Linked DNA regions of Zea mays: region 1 is linked to region 2. A link is a contact called in public Hi-C data. All regions are on one chromosome and are shown on one strand. Each heading gives the region's core, a stretch centred on a gene start, on an enhancer-like site or on the middle of the called end of the contact. The rest is flanking DNA. Distances are from core to core; before and after follow the strand shown.

Region 1 (4,144 bases), core at 1,323-3,822, 180 kb before region 2:
TTAAAAACACCTCTAGACATGCTCTTATCGGCTTTTGTATGGAACTGTGAAAATATATATAATATATTTTTTTAGTTTTTTTATGGTTTTCAACAAACGATTTTTAACTTTTTAGCGGTTCATAATCCATAACAGTTTTTTTCGCAGTCCACAACAGTTTTTTCATAGCCATAGCCTAATCAAAAAGACCATTAGTTGATTAATCTTCTCTTACATCCACAACCGCGGAGACTTTGACTTTATTTATGTGTTTTCTATGTACACATAATTAGTGGCGTAGACAAGGTTGGCTCGCGGGGCTATGGCCTTCTAACAAAATTTTTTTTACTTTATAGTTGTATATCTATGGTAAAATAAAAAAACTAGCTTATATTTCTCGTTCTTTTTTATTTGCCACATTTTAGTTCAATAATAAACTGGCAGACGTTAAATATTTGAGAACGGAAGTAATAACAAATGACTATTTATTATTTAATTATCATATATATACATATATTCTATTTATTCACATTATAATTATAGTTGTATATGTGTTAGCCCTCTCTAAAGTAAAATCCTGGCTATGTCACTGCACATAAATAATGAGAGATACGAATTGATGACTTGGACACTTGGTGCAGCAGAGAGGTACATTGACCTGTAGTCTGGTGCAGTACGTGTGTGAATATGCTCTCCGTCCTATTTTTCGTACTCCTAGGTATCGTTTCCTTGAGATCTGGATGGTTTTCAGCTGTTGATGCGTGCTGGCCTGCCGCATGCTGCATGCTTCTCTAGGTTCACATGTAGTACGGACTGTACACTCGTGTGCTGTCTCAGCGTCTGCAGCATTGTGCCTGTACATCACTGTTTTGCTTAGGGACACTGCACTATATGAGACGAACATTGGCGAGAGGCTTTTACTCCCTTTGGGTGATTCTATCCCAATTGTTGCACACAAGAACCACTATGGGAGGGTCAGCTTCGCAGGTTAGGGGAGCTTAAAAAAACGGAAGGAAAGACATGTAACTGAACAAACGATCGATCATTTATAGAACTATCTATTGAGAATATAATTTCTACTACAGAGATTAAATAATATAAAAACTAACTGTAATTTATAGCATTGAGACAGACTTTAGAACCTATATAAATAAACATGAATAATTCGGAGCAAAAATAAGGTTCTCTTTTTCAAGAAGAAAATTTTTTTATTAAGATCGCTGGAAACAGGTCACAAAAGGAAGAGCCAGTGTGCGCGCCGACTCTTGGGGCCTGATTCTCGGCGCAAAATTTCAGAGGTGGCTCAAAGCACACATCGGAAATGCCGCGAGCGGCCGGCGAGCCCCGCCCGATCCGAGGCTGATTTTGAGATCGCCGCACCACTGGCACTCGATTCGTCTCGTGCGAGGAGCTCAAAAAAAAGTCTCGCGGATCCAGTTCCAGTCTCTCCCTCCCCTCCCTCGCACGCAGAAGATGCTGCGGCATTGCTTGCCGCGCGCGCGCAGTACAGAGTGCAAAGTCAGTAGTACTAGTAGTGTACAGCCTGTGCCCGGTGCTCCACGCTCGCGATCGCATCTCAGGCGTGCGCGGAGCACCGACATCGAGGCAGCTGCCGGTGGAGCTGGCCTGGGCCCCATCTGGCGACATGCTGCCACGCGTCACGTCCTCCAGAGGGCCCACAAGTCCAGTGGGACCCCGACACGAATCATCAATCAGCAGAATACTACTAGTCATCTTGCGTTCTCGCAATCTCGCTCACCGACAACTATTTGTTTTTTAAAAAATCCTGCTCTACACGGTGACAGAGTTAGAGAGCTTGTAGTTGTAGACGGCGGAATAAAATCCTGCGAGCAATTTCAGCCAAGTGGGCGTCACATGCATGCCGTCATTGTGCTTCCGAAAATCGGGCGGTGGCCGGCGGCGGCGTATTTATTCAAAATACTCCGATCACGAACCTAGTAGTAGTCGGGTTAAGACACTGGCAGCTCAGGGGACACCACCACAGGCTAAAACTAGTACTAGTACTAGCAGCAACAGCAGCTCAAAATAAAAATAAAAATGAGGGTCGTGGTGCACTGTGGTCACAAGACGAGGGGCCACACGAATTTTAATGGACGCATACACATCATGGACCCTCCACTGACTATGTTAATCCCAATCTGTTTTGAGCTTTTGCTTTAAGATGATTTCGATAGCCAATGCAGCACTAAATCACCAAAAAAGAACGCAGCGGTAGTTCTTTCAAATCCCTCCCGTATCCGTCCACATATATGGAGTGAATTTTGCCAACGCACCATCGTCGATTACTTTCACGCGGTGGCATGGGATTTTACAGGTCGCCTAAACCTCTCGCCGTCACAAAGTAGTACGTAGCTGTGAACTTTGGAAAGATTACACGGATATTTTAACTCACTTCGGTCACTTTTGCTGTTCTGTTTGACGCGTTCAGATGAGCTCCCAACACACGCTTTGCTCAGTCAGCCGTAGCCCCGCAAGCCTCGCCTCTGACCCACCTTTGACACCGAACGCGTTCTGGCTTCTCAGTCTATCACTCCACCCGTATATATAACAGACACGGTACACGCGCTCTCCATCCAATCCAACCACGCGAACAACCAAGATGACGCGCTCTCCTCTGGCTCTGGCCCTACTGCTCCTCTGCGCCGCCGGCGCCGCGGCGGCCGTGCCGCGGTACCGCGAGGCGCCGCACTTCACCAACTCGGCGGCGGCGCAGTGCCCGCCGCTGCTGCAGCCGTCGGACGCGGACGCGGCGTGCTCGCCGCACGCGGCGGTGCACGTCGCCATGACGCTGGACGCGTCGTACCTGCGCGGCACCATGGCGGCCGTGCTCTCCGTGCTGCGCCACGCGTCGTGCCCGGAGTCCATCCACTTCCACTTCATCGCCTCCGCCTCCTCCGGGTCCAGTGCGACGGCGGAGGCGCTCAGGGCCACGGTGCGCGCGTCGTTCCCGTCGCTGGCGTTCCGGGTGTACCCGTTCGCCGACGAGGCCCGCGTGGCGGGGCTCATCTCCACCTCCATCCGGGGCGCGCTGGACCGCCCGCTCAACTACGCGCGCTCCTACCTCGCGTCCACGCTGCCCGCCTGCGTGCGCCGCGTCGTGTACCTCGACTCCGACGTCGTGCTCACCGACGACATCGCCGCCCTCGCCGCCACCCCGCTCCCGGGGGAGGGCACGGCCGTGGCGGCGCCCCAGTACTGCGGCGCCAACTTCACCGCCTACTTCACGCCGGGCTTCTGGGCGTCCCCCGCGCTCTCCTCCGCCTTCGCCGGCCGCCGCGCCTGCTACTTCAACACGGGCGTCATGGTGCTCGACCTCGCGCGCTGGCGCCGCGCGGGATACACGGCGCAGATCGAGGAGTGGATGGAGCTGCAGAAGCGGGTGCGCATCTACGAGCTGGGCTCGCTGCCGCCCTTCCTGCTCGTCTTCGCCGGCAGGATCGCGTCCGTGGACCACAGATGGAACCAGCACGGCCTCGGCGGGGACAACTACCGCGGCCTCTGCCGCGGCCTGCACGCCGGCGCCGTCAGCCTGCTGCACTGGAGCGGCAAGGGGAAGCCCTGGGACCGCCTCGACGCCGGAAGGCCGTGCCCGCTCGACGCCGTCTGGGCCAAGTACGACCTGCTCCGGCCGGCAGCCGGCATCGAGACCTCGTGAACACAACGACGGCGTTCGATCGACCGCTCGTTTCACTTTTTGTTCGGTTTAGAAGCACGTGCTCTTCGTTGTTTTGTTGATCTAGGCTAGATATTGGTAGATCGATCATCAGGGTGTTCATGTGAACTGTACATATTGTTGCTAACTTTCTCGGAAAAGTTTAGACCGCTTGCACAAATTCTAGATTCAGAAAAAAAATAGTACTACTCAAAAGTTGGCCAAATGGTATTGCTCCAAGAAATCTAGATATAACAAATTGGTGGATCTAAGGTCAGAATCAAGGTGAAGCTCTCAAGTGGCGCTTCGCTAGCACAAAATTAGTGGACTTGGTGAAAATTGTACGAAGAAAAAAGATGGTCAAGAATAGAAGAGACTATTAGCACCAAAATTGTCCTCCACTAGATCTAAACAAAAAACATAGTCATTGCCTCATTGGTAGAAGGGACTATTAGCCAAAAAGTTTTTTTTTTCCCATTGAATCTTAGATCC
Region 2 (3,994 bases), core at 434-2,933:
AAAGTTGTTGGCTTTTTTGCTCTTCCTTACAAGAGGATAAGAATATGGTTGAAAATTCCTTCTTTCACCAAAAAAATGCAGCCATTCAAGGCGTCCAACCAGAAATTCAATTCTATAAAACATAGGCGAAATTGCAAGATAGCTGACAAAAATTTATTTCGAGGAGGGAAAGTTTTTTTTGAACAAGACATGTTTGTAAGATATCAATACCCTTTTCAATCACTTGGCTGATGACTGAAGTGCGCACTAGGCTTATTAGAGCTCCTGCACCTGCTCAGCACGCCAGTAGAATGAATACTTCTGCAGAATCACTCTGAAAGGAGAGATGAAATAGCATGAGATCTCTAGTTCGAAGTTACCTAGAAAAGACGGGGATGTCTTGTTCAAATGACTGAAGCAGCTGTAACTTTCAGTTTTTTAATGATATGAAAGAGGTGAGATCAGGAGAAATGTCCTAGGCAAAACTTTGTTTTCACAGACAATGAAAATAAGACTCAACTCGGATTGGATAAAAAAAAGGAGCTAAGATTTTTGTCATATAAAGTATATAAGAGAGTAATTAAGGGAGTAATCCAACACAAGAGCCACCTCCAGAAAAGAAATGAGTAAACTGATAGGAAGAAAAGAAAAGGAACCGTGCTTTAAGAGCATGGCTTTCATGCAGGCATCCAAGGAGAGAGAGAAAAGAAAAGATTCAAGAATCGGCTGCAAATCCAAAAGGGCTCCACCGCAATCAAGCTCAATTCTATCATCCCGCAAAAAAGACACCTCTACCGGTTGCTGACGAAGCAACTAGAAACTCAGGACTGTGCAATATCAGACGGCAATAATCAAGCACCACCAAGAAACGCTGAATTCAAGAAATTAAGCAAGAATTATGAGCCCAGGTTGAGAAGTGGGGATGGTTTCCCCGAGCACCCACATAAAAAATCAAGAATTTTAATTAAAAAGGTTCAAGAATTTTGAGGTAAATGAGGACCATGAATTCAGCAGCCTGAGCTCAATACCTGCACTTCCACAAGAAAGGCCACTCAACACAACCGCAAGAACCCCCCCAAGCCGCAGGAATTCCCCGATGAAGCTCTCAAAGCTACAGATCCCCAAGCCAGCTCAAGAACCCGGCGGACAGACACCAAAAAACTGGACAATTCGGAGAGACCAGGTATGCCCGCACAGCCCTCAAGGATCAGGAAAACCCTGAGCTCTAGCACAAGCAGCATATAATCGAGAGGAGACCAGCCAATCATTGGGGTCATAACAGCACCCATGGGAACGAAAAAGGATCGGTTGCACCCACCGAGGTCGGACGAGCCACAATTCTAGAAAAGCAGAGAAGAGCGAGAGCCCAAGCAAGCGAGCCGAATCATGTAACCGGGGAATATGCGCCGAAAAGAATTCTCTGTCACCGCTGCTGGTGCTGCAACCAACAGGCGGGAGGGAGGAGCCAATGATGCGAAGGCGATTGATTAAGCAATAGGAAAATGGAGGCGGACCTGACGGTGTGCTCCTCGTGGGGAGCATGGCAAGACGGCAGGGATTGCTGTCCCCAGACCCGAGCCGACGGCCAGTCAGCCTTGGGAGGAGAAGAGGGTGAGAGGGGAGAAGAAGAGAAGAGAGGAGAAAGAAAACCCAAGCCCCCTTCCCTCCCGCTCGGTATGTATGGGGACAAAATCAGATCCCAAGATAACAATACCAAAAGCAAAAGAAGATAGGAGAGCGCTCTCTCTATCTCTCGCTTGTTCCTCCTCCTCGTCCTCCTTCTTCCTGCCCCCGGAATAAAAAATTCCTGCACCACCACCCACTAGCTGCAACAAACACCAGCACCCAATATAAAAGTAGTCGGAGGGCCTGCTAGAAGAAAAGCTGTTTCTGCCCTCCTCCTCCTCCTCCTCCTCCGTCTCTGCTTTGATTATTGTTTGCTGCCCGGAGTGGACCGCTGGTGATGGTTGATTATTGTCGTGGAGGGATTATTCGGTGGGGGTGGGGGTTTGCGTTGCGGGGTTTAAACCTACTGTACTCAACTTGGCAGGTCTGGATGGGATGGAGCTCTGCTCGGACTTGGCTGTGCGTCCATCCACCACCACATCTTCCTTCCGGTTGCTTCTTTCTTCACGATAACGCGTACTGACATGGGCCGCTCTCATTCGCCGTCCGCGTTGCCGCAGCCCCCAATTATGCGGCTATTCTATTCGTCATAGGTGAGTACGCATAATAAAATTAAAGCCCCGTGGTGTACCAACTCCTTATTAGACTTTTTTTTGTGGTTAGCTCCTCGGTCCTCCTCTCCTCTCATCTGTTGGGTACATCCATCCTACACATCACCCTTCGGCTCAGCTGCTACACTAGTATAGTAGAGTAGTCCTAGTTTAATGCTGTACAGGCACCGGACCATCTAGTAATCCAAGTTTTAATACTGTACAAGTAGTGCCATCATCATCATCATCCATAGTAGAGCTCGAAATTATGCAAGCAGCTTCGAACAGTAGGTCGATATGGCCTATGGACGGGGAAAAGGAGAAGTAGCAGCCATCTTTTGAACTAGCAAGGAGAGGGAAGTATTGGCATGTGCAAGTCCGAGAAATTGGAGTTGGTCCGGCCTCCTATATTATGACCGGAAATGCGTTTCGTTTGCCTTTAATCCGTACGGATTTTTATTATTTCTACAGCGTTTTTTGTCTCTAGATTATACAGTCCAAATAGATGGTTTTAATCAAAAGCGACCTGAGCGGCGCACGGAAACGGAACTCGTTGCCAGCCTGAATAATTGGAGTCCTCTTCTGTTCGCCCCCAACGTCTTCGCACGCGCTCGGACGCTCGGTGACCGTCTGACCGACGCTGCAGGTTCGCAAGTAGAGAGATCTCACAGTCACTGGATTTTGTAGGAGCCGGCGTCGGGGGAGTGGAGCAGTACTCCTGGGCTCCCCGCCTTGCCGCTCTGCGCATCGTGAGGGGCCGGCGTCCGGCGAGGGTGTCACGACGGGAAGCTCAGAGTGGAGAAGGGACCAAGGGACACGAGCACACGGCGCCGGACTCTGTTTCGGGATTCTCTCTGTGTGCTTTTTCTCGTGAGCCGGGAAAGATCCAGACGGCAGAAATCATAACGGATCATGGCTTTTGTTGTACTAGCTCCGAATCTCGTGAGATTTTCGCAGGACAAGCACAAGCTAGTGGCATTCTACTGTTTTTTTTTCCATAGCTCTAAAGTCATAATTCCATGGATTTTGTAACTTACAGGTTGTCTTTTTTTCTGTTTCAGAAAGAAGAAAAGAAAAACAGTTTTTTTAGAGGTAACGGATCCTAGCCTGCCTGTTCTTCTATTCCTCGTGCGAAGAATCAGAGCTAAATAAATAAGCATGTCCGGATCGCAAGTTGAGAACTGCGCCTTTTCAGAACATATGCCGTCCAGAGTTTTGTCACGTGATCGCTACAAAGGACAGCAACTCTCCCGAACACAGACATCGACATGAGCTGTTGAACACACGAAGGAAATCGTTTTGGTCACAACAATTTAGGCACAGACGCCGCAGGTGGTGGAAAATAACGCCGGCCCGGGCCTGCTAAAATTCCCACCCGTTTATTCGTCCCACCAAATTAATGGCGTACGCGCCCATGATTCGGCGACATGCAGCGCGCCCCCACAGATACGCCGGATCGGCGACGGCGAATCGTTTGAGCACAAAGACAGAAGTCATGGGCAGGGGATAGATATATCGCATGTGACATCCGAACTCCCCATGACAAACACTGCATTGTGCAGTGGTGGGGGTGGGGTCGTGGGGGACCCCAAGCAAATGCTATGCTACGCTCACACGTCACAATGCATCGGGAAAAAATAATGGTAATGCTATATATTTCTCCAAGCTGGAATTTGAAGGGTATATATATAAATACAAGGCCTTCTTTTTTATGGTTGCTTTAGAGGTTTGTGTTTTGTCATGATTGCTTTCGCTTGATTCTTTTCCCCCCTGGCATAAATGATTTTTAGGGCAAGTCT

Evidence for each region. A called contact is a pair of places that touch in the nucleus more often than the background predicts.
Region 1: a Hi-C map of tassel shows a contact between it and region 2, with 3 times the contacts expected there. The contact joins the promoter of LOC100283040 here to the promoter of LOC100281572 in region 2. A contact is called at or near these places in 4 of 25 Hi-C or Micro-C datasets (bundle sheath, ear, leaf mesophyll and 1 more).

What each region holds. Positions count from the first base shown.
Region 1 is chr1:263,181,399-263,185,542 of Zm-B73-REFERENCE-NAM-5.0, reverse strand. It overlaps LOC100283040, which reads left to right and starts at 2,572. Exons shown (of 1, transcript NM_001155942.2): 1 at 2,572-4,039. The coding sequence starts at 2,600. The coding sequence ends at 3,655.
Region 2 is chr1:263,000,230-263,004,223 of Zm-B73-REFERENCE-NAM-5.0, reverse strand. LOC100281572 (BEL1-related homeotic protein 30) reads right to left here and starts at 1,683. Exons shown (of 6, transcript NM_001154491.2): 1 at 1,494-1,683; 2 at 211-313. It overlaps LOC103643758 (a long non-coding RNA gene), which reads left to right and starts at 1,862. Exons shown (of 2, transcript XR_561266.3): 1 at 1,862-2,198; 2 at 2,883-3,286.